Regions from separate parts of the Triticum aestivum genome. Here region 1 is linked to region 2. Evidence: chromatin contacts called from public Hi-C data. All regions are on one chromosome and are shown on one strand. The core of a region is the stretch at or near the end of the contact, and the rest is flanking DNA. Distances in the headings are between cores, read along the strand shown.

Region 1 (7,053 bases), core at 3,064-5,563, 920 kb after region 2:
GCAAGATGACCATACCCTCGAAATCACTTCTATCTTTGCTTGCTAGTTGTTCGCTCTATTGCTATGCCGCGCTACCTACCACTTGCTTATCAAGCCTTCCAAATTGCCATGAACCTCTAACCTTTGTCACCCTTCCTAGCAAACTGTTGCTTGGCTATGTTACCGCTTTTGCTCAGCCCCTCTTATAGCGTTGTTAGTTGCAGGTGAAGTTGAAGTTTGTTCCATGTTGGAACATGGATATGTTGGGATATCACAATATCTCTTATTTAATTAATGCATCTATATACTTGGTAAAAGGGTGGAAGGCTCGGCCTTATGCCTGGTGTTTTGTTCCACTCTTGCCGCCCTAGTTTCCGTCATATCGGTGTTATGTTCCTTGATTTTGCGTTCCTTACGCGGTTGGGTGATTTATGGGACCCCCTTGACAGTTCGCTTTGAATAAAACTCCTCCAGCAAGGCCCAACCTTGGTTTTACCATTTGCCTACCTAAGCCTTTTTCCCTTGGGTTCTGCAGACTCAAGGGTCATCTTTATTTTAACCCCCGGGCCAGTTCTCCTTCGAGTGCTGGTCCAAACCGAGCGATGTCCGGCGCCCCCTGGGCAACCAGGGTCTATGCCAACCCGACGTCTTGCTCATCCGGTGTGCCCTGAGAACGAGATATGTGCAGCTCCTATCGGGATTTGTCGGCACATCGGGTGGCTTTGCTGGTCTTGTTTTACCATTGTCGAAATGTCTTGTAAACCGGGATTTCCGAGACTGATCGGGTCTTCCCGGGAGAAGGTTTATCCTTCGTTGATCGTGAGAGCTTATAATGGGCTAAGTTGAGACACCCCTGCAGGGTATAAACTTTCGAGAGCCGTGCCCGCGGTTATGTGGCAGATGGGAATTTGTTAATGTCCGGTTGTAGAGAACTTGACACTCGACTTAATTAAAACGCATCAACCGTGTGTGTAGCCGTGATGGTCTCTTTTCGGCGGAGTCCGGGAAGAGAACACGGCTTTCGGGTTATGTTTGACGTAAGTAGGAGTTCAGGATCACTTCTTGATCATTACTAGCTTCACGACCGTTCCGTTGCCTCTCTTCTCGCTCTCATTTACGTATGTTAGTCACCTTACATGCTAGTGCTTGCTGCAGCTTCACCACCTTACCTTTTCCTACCCATAAGCTTAAATAGTCTTGATCTCGCGGGTGTGAGATTGCTGAGTCCTCGTGACTCACAGATACTTCCAAAACAGTTGCAGGTGCCGATGATACCAGTGCAGGTGACGCAACCGAACTCAACAGGGAGTTCGATGAGGACCTTGGTCGTTACTATGTTTCTTTTCCTATTGATCAGTAGTGGAGCCCAGTTGGGACGATCGGGGATCTAGCAGTTGGGTTGTCTTCTTTTCTTTTGGTTCCGTAGTCGGACCTATGTGTGTGTCTTGAATGGTGTATGAATTTATTTATGTATTGTGTGAAGTGGCGATTGTAAGCCAACTCTTTATCCCATTCTTGTTCATTACATGGGATTGTGTGAAGATGACCCTTCCTGCGACAAAACCACAATGTGGTTATGCCTCTAAGTCGTGCCTCGACACGTGGGAGATATAGCCGCATCGTGGGTGTTACAAGTAATCATGTGAATTTCGTATTCGTTCGATATTTTGATGAGATGTATGTTGTCTTTCCTCTAGTGGTGTTATGTGAACGTCGACTACATGACACTTCACCATTATTTGGGCCTAGGGGAAGGCATTGGGAAGTAATAAGTAGATGATGGGTTGCTAGAGTGACAGAAGCTTAAACCCTAGTTTATGCGTTGCTTCGTAAGGGGCTGATTTGGATCCATATGTTTCATGCTATGGTTAGGTTTGCCTTAATTCTTCTTTCGTAGTTGCGAATGCTTGCGGGAGGGGTTAATCATAAGTGGGAGGCTTGTCCAAGGAAGGACAGCACCCAAGCACCGGTCCACCCACATATCAAATTATCAAAGTAACGAACGCGAATCATATGAGCACGATGAAAACTAGCTTGACAACAATTCTCATGTGTCCACGGGAGCGCTTTGCTTTATATAAGAGTTTGTCTAGGCTTGTCCTTTGCGACAAAAAAGATTGTGCCACCTTGTTGCACCTTGTTTATTTTTGTTACTTGTTACCTGTTACGAATTATCTCATCATACAACTATCTGTCACCGATAATTTCAGTGCTTGCAGAGAATACCTTGCTGAAAACCGCTTGTCATTTCCTTCTGCTCGTCGTTGGGTTCGACACTCTTGCTTATCGAAAGGACTACGATAGATCCCCTATACTTGTGGGTCATCAGTGACTCGTCAGTGGGTGGTTCTCATTGTATTTATTGATTGGGGAAAGTTCCAATTTTTTGTTATTAACAGGTTGGGTTTTTGACATGTGGGCCTTAACGGTCAACTAATAGTCAACACTTACGAGTGGACCCTCCTCGTCATAAACCTTGTTAACACCTAACCGTTCAGTCATTGGTGTTTTTTGAAATCAAAAACCAAATTTGTGGCAGGTTTTAGGGAATTTTGAAAAAGTGGTAGTTTTCCGGAACCCTAGCCCCAAATGTGATAGTTTTATGCTATTTACTTTGAGTGAGGTCATCCACCCATGCGGCGACGATGTACCCTTCTCAGATGCACAGTCACAAAGTGCAAGGTGGCTACTCATTCCATTGACGTTTTTTTGGTAGTTTAGAATGGTTGGATAAAATTTAGTTAGGTCATGTTTTCATATCGAGTTCTTATCCAAATGATATTGTAAGTATAAATAAAAATACATGATCCAATCATAGTACAAAAATTGTGATGGAAACCAAATCACAAAATGGTTCATGATTCATATTTCTTGTTGCGAGATAATGATGGGTTTACACATTGGTGTCGATTTCATACATTAGGACGTTATTGCTTCTACATAGGGGAGAGGGTGGTATCGTCGACAATGCATGTCATGTGAGTGCAAGCTCATTGTAAGAGCTTTCTAGATGTAGAGTGGCATGCACACATAGTTGAGTTGAATAGAAACAAATAGGTACACATGTGACTAATGTGTGGTGGGATGGGGTGGGGTAGGAGATGATCGAGAGGGACTGAAATAGTTGTGGTGAGATGTCATCATGTGAGGCGTGCGGGCAAGCTCATCCATCCATGTGAGGTGATTGTACTGGAGTGTTCCATGGTGTGCCGAGAGAAGCTGACAAGAGGTGGCGAACATACAAAATCATTCTAGCAGGCACGCGCGAAAAGGAAGCTCGGTGGAGAAATGAGCCGCGTGTTTCAAGTAACACCGTTTAGTCACGAGTTGTTAATGCAATAGTTCACTTAAAACTCCTTTTGTCGCCACATATGTTTGGCTCAATGTTGCGTAAGCTCACTGCTTTATAGGCTCCGCTAAAATCCAATTAAAAGCTTTTGTTCCCAAAGAAGCCATCTTACGTCTTTGAACTGCATTTATAGTATCTACTATGCCGAAGGCATGCATAATTACCATTTCGTTGTTGAACTAGGATCGGCAATCGAATGTAATGGTCCCAATCATTCGACTCGAGATGCAATTATGAGTATCAAACCGTCTTAGTAATTTTCATTGTTATCCATATGGTTGTCGCGTTGGACAAAACTTGGTCGGGTGCCAACTGTAGGATTTTTTTCTGTATTCTGATGGCCGTTTTAGGTTAGGTCGACACGACGGCACATGTATGTACATAAGTAAGTTTTATAGATATTGAAGTCATATTTTATTTTTCTTAGAACTCTATTTATATCCTACAGTGATCAAACTGAAAAATGAGATTCTATCCTTGTCCGCAAGCTTGTTTAAATTTTACACGACACATACATTCACGGTTCCTCTAAAAAACAACCATCCACCGCAACCTAGCCGTTTACGCATCCGCCCTTGACACGTTACTAAATACGGAGCACGCCAGGGACCTACCTGAAAACATCACCACGCATTCAAAAATGTAAAGTTTTTAAATAGGCCAGATCGGCCGGTTTGAACCGACCGGACCTCTCCGTGGGCCCAGGCGGCCTCGCCCCACACAAGAGGACAGCCTCTGCCCGTAGGCCCCACCACCGGCCCACCGCCTTGAAAGCGCCTGCCACGCACGCGGAAATGACGCATCCAGCCCTGGCCAGTTCAAATTCCGGTGCCACGTCCGCGGAAATGACGCATCCAGCCCTGGCCAGTTCAAATTCCGGTGCCACGTCCGCGAGGCTCATTTTCAGAAACCACTCCGAAGAATCCAGGATTTCCAGTGATATACTGTTTTCGTCCGCTAGTAGAAAGCGCACGAGAGGGAAGAAGCGCCAAGGCAAAGCAAAAATTTCGCCATGAGCCCACGAGTCCACCCTGCGGCGCTCTAGTCGGGGCTCCGATAAGGCACGCGCCGCTCCCGCCCGGCGCCCGAACCGCCCCCGCCCCCTCGCGCGCCTCGCGCTCGCCGCCGCCCGCGCCGCCGGCCTCGAGAGGGCCTGCCTAGGGCTGGGAGGGCCCCCGGGCGGCCCCCCTAGGGTTTCGGCGGGATGAGCTACCGGAAGGGGTCCAAGGTCTGGGTCGAGGAGAAGGGGGAGGGCTGGGTGGAGGCCGAGGTGGTCGAGGCCAAGGACCGCAGCGCCGTCGTCGTGCTCACCAGCCAGCGGAAGAAGGTGCCGCGAATCCCTCCTCCCCCTCCTCCCCTGCCTCTGCCTCTGTCGCTGTCGCCCCCCATTCCGTGCGGTTGAAGTTTGCGCTGCGCCGTTTGGATTTTTTCTCTCCCTCGTGGATGCGAGCGTGGCTACGGATGTGGACACTGGTTACGTGGAACCGGTTTGCGTGCTTTTGGATTCGAGTCTGCCGGAGAGTGGTTTTGAGTTCCGGCGTTAGTTTGGTTCAGAGGATTGTTAAAAAAATTAGCCTACTATTCCTGTTTTTGAAATGGTTTGGAGTTGTTTTTGTGCAAATTACGCTGGTGAGGAGAAGCCAATTCAAATTGGCGGAAGTAGGCCCACTATCGTGGGTATTTAATTTGAATCCGTAGCTTTGTCGGTACGACTTTGTACTGGGTCCTGAAAGTGCAGCGGATAATTCTAGTCGGAAATTTGGATTGTAGGTTGCAGCATTTACAGTTTATTGTATATTCGATCAGAATTTGAAATACTTTACTGTTTAGATTTGAATTTTGTTAGGAGTTGTTACTTGCCTGACTTATATTGTGGTAGAAGTGGCTCCAAGCTTCAGTAAGAGTACTTTTGGATAATTGTATGGTCATTTGAAGACACGGAGTTCTGCAAGTTACCCTGGATTGCTAGTGCTGATCAATTTTGAATTTCGATGGCAGGGGATTGCCATCAGTTGAATATTATCTGTATGAGCTGCATTTGAGTTATGCTGCTTGTTTGTTTTGATCTTATGCCTTTCTTTATTTTGATTAGATTCTCCGACCCGTTCACTTGTAGGTAACTTGGCCTTTTTAAATGTTTATCAAGAACATATAATGGGTACAAATTTGTGTAGCATTAGTTTCGAACCCCTCCTCTTAGTGAGCTGTTTGGGGCTTGCACTTGGTTAGAATTTGAGTCCCGTCCACAGATAGATTATGTTGACGCGATCTGCTAGGTGGTGGATTTTAGTTTATACTATGATTTTTTGCTCAACACTTTTAACAGAATTTGAGAAGTATCTTTGAGATTTGTCTTCCTGTCTAACAAGTTTACAAAGACCTGGTTTTGGTTATTCTGATGGAAATTTATCTGTTCAGTTTATTTATCTTTCTTTTTTTTGTTCTCAGATTTCAGTTTTACCGGAGAAATTGCTGCCTAGGGACACAGATGAAAATCTCGGTGGGGGCCATGTCGATGACATGACCAAACTGACCTATCTTAATGAACCGGGTGTTCTATACAATCTGAAGCGAAGATATGCATTGAATGAGATATACGTAAGTAGTTTTACTAGCACTTCTTTTATTTGATGGAAAAGACTTTTATCACGTGAATCTGGCACCTGCTAAATCCATTGAAACTAAAACTGAAATATATGCAGTATTAAAAATATAACACATAGGAAAAACGTCTCATCAAATTGGATACTTTGGAAGGTCATCTCTCATCTCGATGGTGTGTTTAAAAAAGGGCAGCCTGGTGCACGTAGCTCCCGTTTGTGCAGGGTCCGACCACTTCAGGTCTTTTGTATGCAGCCTTTCCTTGCATTTGTGCAAGAGGCTGTTTCCAGGACTCGAAACCGTGACCTCATGGTCACAAGCTTTACCGCTGCGCCAAGGCTTTGCGGCAATTATATTTATCCAGTCATGGTAATGTTGAAACATGTTTCATGCATATACTACTATATAATTCTATATGGAAAGATGCAAAGGATGAAAGGCATTAACGTGTGTAAAATTGTGATGAATTACTTGGGACGAATTCCTGTTCCTCCGATTTGTCAAGTTTAATCATTAACTATAATCTCTTCTGAGTCTTCTCTTCTTCATTTGTTGACATGACTTGGTAAATAGGTGCACTTCTGTTTTTATGCTTCAGTTACGGGAGCCTTTGTATGACAACTTTTCCACTTGTCTTTATCGAGATAGACATACACTGGAAGCATCTTGATTGCTGTTAATCCTTTCACGAGGCTGCCTCACCTGTACAACGAGTACATGATGGAGCAATATAAGGGTGTCCAGTTAGGGGAATTGAGTCCGCATGTTTTTGCGGTTGCTGACGCATCATACAGGTGGGTGCTACATTCTGATTCAGTCATGACGCCCTGTTAATATAATATACTGTTGACATTTATTAATGAAATGTAGGGCTATGCTGAACGATTCTATGAGCCAGTCAATCTTAGTTAGTGGTGAAAGCGGTGCTGGAAAGACTGAAACAACTAAGCTCATCATGCGGTATCTCACATATGTTGGTGGCAGAGCTGTTCTTGATGATCGATCAGTTGAGCAACAAGTTCTTGAAGTAAGTTTTACCCCAAGTTATTTCCAGTGATTGCTGGAAACCATATTCTTTCCATTGACCCATTCCATTTTTTGTTTTTGTGAAGTATTTGATTTGA
Region 2 (6,156 bases), core at 2,667-5,166:
CATCACTACTGAATATAAAAGGCTCGGTGCCACCAGGGAAATCGAAAATTTTGTTGACCATATCATTAGTAATCTTGATAACTTTATTCTTATGCTTGAAACATGGCTCTTTACTTCCAAACATATGCTGATCTATCCATTCAAGCAGATTCATTGGAATTTTAAGTTTGTTTGGCATATGAAGCAGAGCTTCCATTTTGTACTTTGTCACATGACCTAGCTGAATGTCACTAAACTTCTTAACAGTTTTGTTCCAACGCTTGAAAGACAGTCTGGTAATGTATGTAGGCTTGCACAACTTCCTAGGGAACACTCGGGCTACGAAAAAAATAACAACAACTTATAAGACAGTGCAAAAACTAGATAATAAATAAATAAATATGAAATATGAAAAAATCATAACCCGATAGAGTATCACAAAAAATGCTAGAGGACCAGCAAAACAAAGTACCTATATTGAACTATACGAAAACACACATAAAAACAAGAATTTAGATAAAAATGATTAGTCGAAGAAGTAGTTGAAGAAAAATGAGAAGAAAACATGTTATTACAGAGAAGGAAAAAAATGTGACCTACACATGATTAAAAAAAGACACAAACTAAACATTCAAACAAGACAACTTACAAAAATGAATATACAAGCATATGCTAAGACCAGAAAACTGACACAAAAAAATGTTTTCCCAGCAATTTGATCTACTATCATACTATACCAAATTTGAAAACTAGAAAAATGAAAAGAGAAAAACTAACATACCACCTGAGTCATTGCGAAGACCTCTTGGAATATGTTGAAATGGTTCGTCCCCTTCTGGTTGTTCAACTTGGCCTCGTTCTTGTGCTACAAATACAATTTTACCAAGAATTATTAAAAAACAATAACTAGTTGTGAATATATGATATTCAAGATAATATAGAAAAACCATAACATACTAAAGTCCATTGACAAGAAACTGTAGCAAAACATTCATGGATTCAGGTAGCAGCGGTAACTATAACATAACAGGATCACCAGTTGGACTAAACAAAATATAATAACTATAGGAAAAATACAGAGTCAGAGCATATGATACTACACGAGGCAACTGAGCTATTATATGGCAACTCAGCTATCACTATATGTGTGGCTAGTACACCACAAACTAACAGCCCAGCAATGCTAGCTAGAAGAAATGCAAGCAACAGTGCAAATCTTAAAAAAAGATCCACAAGATAAATAAGGCAATTACGTATCGCAAGAAGCAATTTTCTAGCATGAACTTGATTTTCTCTCACCAGCCGATTGGCGACCACTTGCTAAGACATGCATATGAAAAAAGAAAATGAAAAATGAATTTTGCAAGTAAATAGTTTATTGGATATCGTCTAAAAATACTTGTACATAATCTTACATTTTGCACCGGTATTTTTAATACACAGATTGATGTTTGCAATTCAGATTTGCATTTCATCATGCCCTAAAATTATACATGCAATTTAATTATATTCAGATTTGCAAAGAGGGAATTCCGAGAAGAGGGAGAGAGATTTAGAGATGAAACACATAGAAAAACAAAGGGAAGCTCAGCTTGAACAGTAAAAGTGTCCAATTTGTTCAGTAATCCTCAGGCAGACCTACAGGTATGTAGATGGCTTGCTTGTTGCTTCAGATTGATGGATGGGTCCTGCCACTACGACTAATGACTCCTCCGACTATACAAGATCAAAATAACGAAATCATCCTCGATCCCTAGGACTGACTGACTAACTGCCTATGACTATAGGCGTTATTGTAGGAGATCTTCTTCGTGCAATCTACATTACGCAGCATTTACTGATTTGATTTGGGATCGTTCCCCCATCCATCCATCCATATGGTTCACGGTGACCCCTCGTCTTTCCATCATACCGCGAACCAGGCCACTATGATCTAAACTCTAGACAAAGCAAAAGAGGGGAAACAAAAGCTACATCACAAACTGCAAACAAAATCCTTCTTCAGAATACAATGTGCCTACTAGCCACCATATAGCCATTTTGAGACAAGGATCTCGAGTCTGGAAGCCACTCAAATTCAGTTAATATAAAGAGTAATGTTTCACCATTCAAGCATTTTTTATTATTTGCCCATTCTACTAAGTATGTCCCACTTTGAAATTTCAAGTCTAGCTTTGTTTGACACAAAGAAAAATAATAATTAATTCATGTGACTGACAATTAGAAAATAGAAACCACACAGTATAAACAAATTTGCAAAAACCCCACCAAACCCAAAAAACCATACTTCAGAACCTAGGCGGCACCAAACCATTTTTCTCTTCCACCCAAGCCAATCCAAACCATTTTCCATTTGTGTGTTCAACCCATCTTCGACCCTAACATTTTTTTTCTTTTCCAGATAAAGCGTACCGCTCAATTGATTAAGACATTTAATTAAGATTGCACCCTAAGCATTATTTTAGAAATGATTAAACAGAAAAATAGTACCACTTATGGGAACTACACATTTTCCAGGGCATTTTACATAGTATATAACAACATTTAACCTTACGAATGGTTGAAAAGATATGACTGGTGCAAGTTTGGCTATGGAAGGACATCCTAAGAATCCTAACAATACAAGCAACATTAGAATCATCGCTATGTAGAAAAATAATGTTGTTCGATTTTTCCACAAGTTATTATTCACACATCCTCACAAAAAAATGTGAATCATATCGGACCACACAGAACATGGATTGGAAATTAACCCTAAGTTGTTCTGTGATTATGTATGACCGACCTGAAAACAATCTCTTAAAAACTAACCTAACCAAAATGCTAATCCATCCCTTAACAGATTTTGTTCCCCTAGATGGCTTGATCAGAACTAGAATAAGGTCAACGGACATTTGAGCAAAAAGAAACGCCAAAAAAGAACAAATCTGATTTGAACAAAAAATTGATAAACTCACAAAACAGGGCTGCATGAGTGATGGAGTAAGAACATACCGCCTTGGTCATCATGAAGACCATTTGCATCCACCTGTTGTATATATTCGTCTTGCGCATCTTGAATACCATCTGGTACTGCAAAAAAAGAAGTGCACATGAAAAATGTAGTGAGCATCATCTGATGGCAAAAAAAACATAGCATATTACTTCTGCTATTGGGAAGAACATCAAGAGTCTTCAAAAAATGCCAAGGTCTGTATTAAACACCACATCTAGCTAACCTAGTGTAGTAGAAAAAACAACATTAATGTACTTATACACACATATTACAGTAAATAGTGGTAGCTGCTCAACTACTAGGATGGGCATTTAAATGTCCAAAATGCCCAAAATTGAAACCCAAGAACGTGAACTTAATAAGAACGAATCTGACTAGAAAATTTGGAAAAACTTGTTTCAGATCAATAAAAAACCACCCAGATCTGAACGCACATGAACACAAAAACATACCTAAAAACTGATGACTAACCCTACAATCCCCACCGCGCACCCCTACCAAACACACAGATCACTACCCCCCTGCCCCCTACACATATACAACCATGCATGAACGCAACCACTATGGAATGAAGCAGCATCAAGAAAATTGGATGGACAGAAACCACGAACCATCTGGATCCATGGCGATCTCCGGCTAGGGTTCGATCCAAACCCTAGCGCTGGCCTCCGCCTAGGGTTCCAACCGGAAAAACAAGGGAGACCAAGAAGAAGCCGCCGCGGGGAATCGATCCAAACGAAGAAGAAGCCAACGCGCGGAATCAATGCAAACGAAGAAGCAGTCGGCGGCGGTGCGGGGAGAGATGCGAAGGCGACAGAAGGAAGGGGAAAAAGATGGGAAGGAGAGGAAGGATACAGGGTAGGACGAAGCAGTCGGGTAGCTCACGCGAGATAATGGGCCATGCCCAAATACGCGACACGAAGGAGAGGGGGGTATGCGCCCGATTGCAAAAACAACTAAATCGGGCGCTCAAGGCACCAAATAGGATTTGGTATAGGAACCCGCTCGCTAGCGAGCGCCTCCAGCGCCCTATAAGAGCTCCCCAAGTTACAGGCTTATCTGGTAACTCACGCCCATGCCCAAATCACTCACTAGCATAATGGGCTGGCCCATCTTACGCACTTAGCGAGAAACTCATCCCGATTTTGGGAAGCTTTGGTGTTTTTTCTTTTTATTTCTAGTTTTTCTAGACCGGGTCTTTTGTCTGTTTTTTATTCATTTTACTTTTTTTAATGGGCAAAAAAATTCTAAAATTCATTTTTTAGATTTTGTCATTATTTTCCAATTTCAGAACGTTTTTCAATTTTGTGAACTTTTCCCAAAATTTGGTAAACTTCTTACAAAATTTTGAACTTTTTCAAATCCACGTTTTTAAAAAAATAATTCAAACTTGTAACTTTTTTGAACTTTTTCCATTTTTTAATTGTACTCGGATTTAGTTAAGTCTGAGACATCAGTTCGAGTTTTGGATCCCACAGGCCACAAACGGCCTCGGACGATAATGAGCCCAAAAGCAAATTTAACCGATTCGATGAGACGAACAACTCTCATGTTGAACATTTTTTGATTGGAGGCCATCTTCGGGCTGAATGGCTCACGCAAAATAGGCAATTAGTGACGCTAGCCATCACACATCAGCTATATGGGTGTCTAATGGGACGGACCACTTTTTTGGCTTGTGGTAGGGCCGCACTCCGATGGCTCTAACTTTTGCATATGATCTTGGATTAAGACGATTTTTATATCAAAATCGCCCGTTTCGACGTGACGACGAAAATCTACTTTTTCATATGGGGCCGTCTTGGAGGCGTAATTGGACAAACAATACTCTGAATACAAAATTTTAGTACTTCAAGCACAGTTTTGGCCCTTTAGATGAGATTGGATGGTGATGACCCAGACATCAAAGTTGCTCCTTTTGACGATACAGAACTTTGCCATGTTGAGAACGTTTTCATTTGAGTCCATCTTAATTAATCATGTTTTCACCATGCCAAAATCTTGTGTCAACACATGCCCCCTTGTTTTCTGGCAGAGCTTGCGTACCAGAAAATACTTTGCCTAGGGTAATGTTTAAGCACAATTTTGACACTCCATCGGATGTGCATGCTAAGGACGATAATTGTTATCGGCCATATGCTCAGGCTTATTGCTGCTTGGGTAGATCCTCTTCAGATAATAGTCATATGATAACAACCATTATATGTCACAAAGGCCTCCACGGAAGTTTCTCATGTCAATCCGAACCTGGCCTTTGTCTAGGTGTTTCGTGGGGATATTCACCTCAAAGGAATACCATCAGTTGTTCGATGATCCAACTTATTGTTGATCAAAGTACACCATGAAGCCTCCACCGAACAACTTCTGCCTCCTGACTTGGATCCTATAGATAAGAGAAACTTTCTCTAGGCGGCCATCTAACTCACACTAGCTAGATATGTTAGTGACCAAGTTGACCATGGAGTCGGCAATAACTTGCCATGGGTCAACTTTAATAGTAAGTTGGCTATGAACTCGCCCTACACGAGTCGGTCACACAAAGCATCAGTTGTGATAACCAGATGTATGTTGTGTTAACCCGTTTGGCAAGTCAACTGTCCTGCCCAGATGTATAGATACTAAAGAAACTTAGAGCATAGATGGCATCTGGACACTTACCGAGGTAAACGTTTGAGTGCTTCGTCGATGAATATAAATATAACATTTGTTGGATGGCTGGTAATGAATCATCATGAACCTCAATGCACACAACCCCTGCAGCAACTAGAAGTCCTTTAGCCTGAATAGCAAAGTATACTCGGCTTAATCATTAGCGTACAAGATTTAGTAGGCATGAGGTCTTTGAATCCAGCTCGTGGAGAAATATGAGAACAATGACGACTCTAGGCGCTGCTGAAACTGAATTTTGAAAATAATCTCCATGACACTTGACTTTGGCATCCAGTGAGTATTGAGTACTGACTGATATATGTGATGGCATGCTCCCTTCTTTCTGTAGGGGAACGTAGCATGCAATTTCAAAAAAATTCCTATGATCACACAAGATCTATCTAGGAGATGCATAGCAACGAGAGGGGGAGAGTGTGTCAACGTACCCTTGTAGACCGAAAGCGGAAGCGTTAGTATAACGCGGTTGATGTAGTCGAACGTCTTCGCGATCCAACCGATCAAGTACATGACGT

What was found. A called contact is a pair of places that touch in the nucleus more often than the background predicts.
Region 1: a Hi-C map of leaf shows a contact between it and region 2, with 5 times the contacts expected there. The contact joins the promoter of LOC123145738 here to the promoter of LOC123145731 in region 2. A contact is called at or near these places in 2 of 5 Hi-C or Micro-C datasets (both in leaf).

What each region holds. Positions count from the first base shown.
Region 1 is chr6D:447,320,221-447,327,273 of IWGSC CS RefSeq v2.1, forward strand. It overlaps LOC123145738 (protein OPAQUE1), which reads left to right and starts at 4,314. Exons shown (of 38, transcript XM_044565221.1): 1 at 4,314-4,655; 2 at 5,777-5,926; 3 at 6,578-6,723; 4 at 6,800-6,956. The coding sequence starts at 4,533.
Region 2 is chr6D:446,399,059-446,405,214 of IWGSC CS RefSeq v2.1, forward strand. It overlaps LOC123145731, which reads right to left and starts at 3,917. Exons shown (of 16, transcript XM_044565211.1): 1 at 3,586-3,917; 2 at 2,974-3,051; 3 at 761-844; 4 at 1-318. The coding sequence starts at 3,598.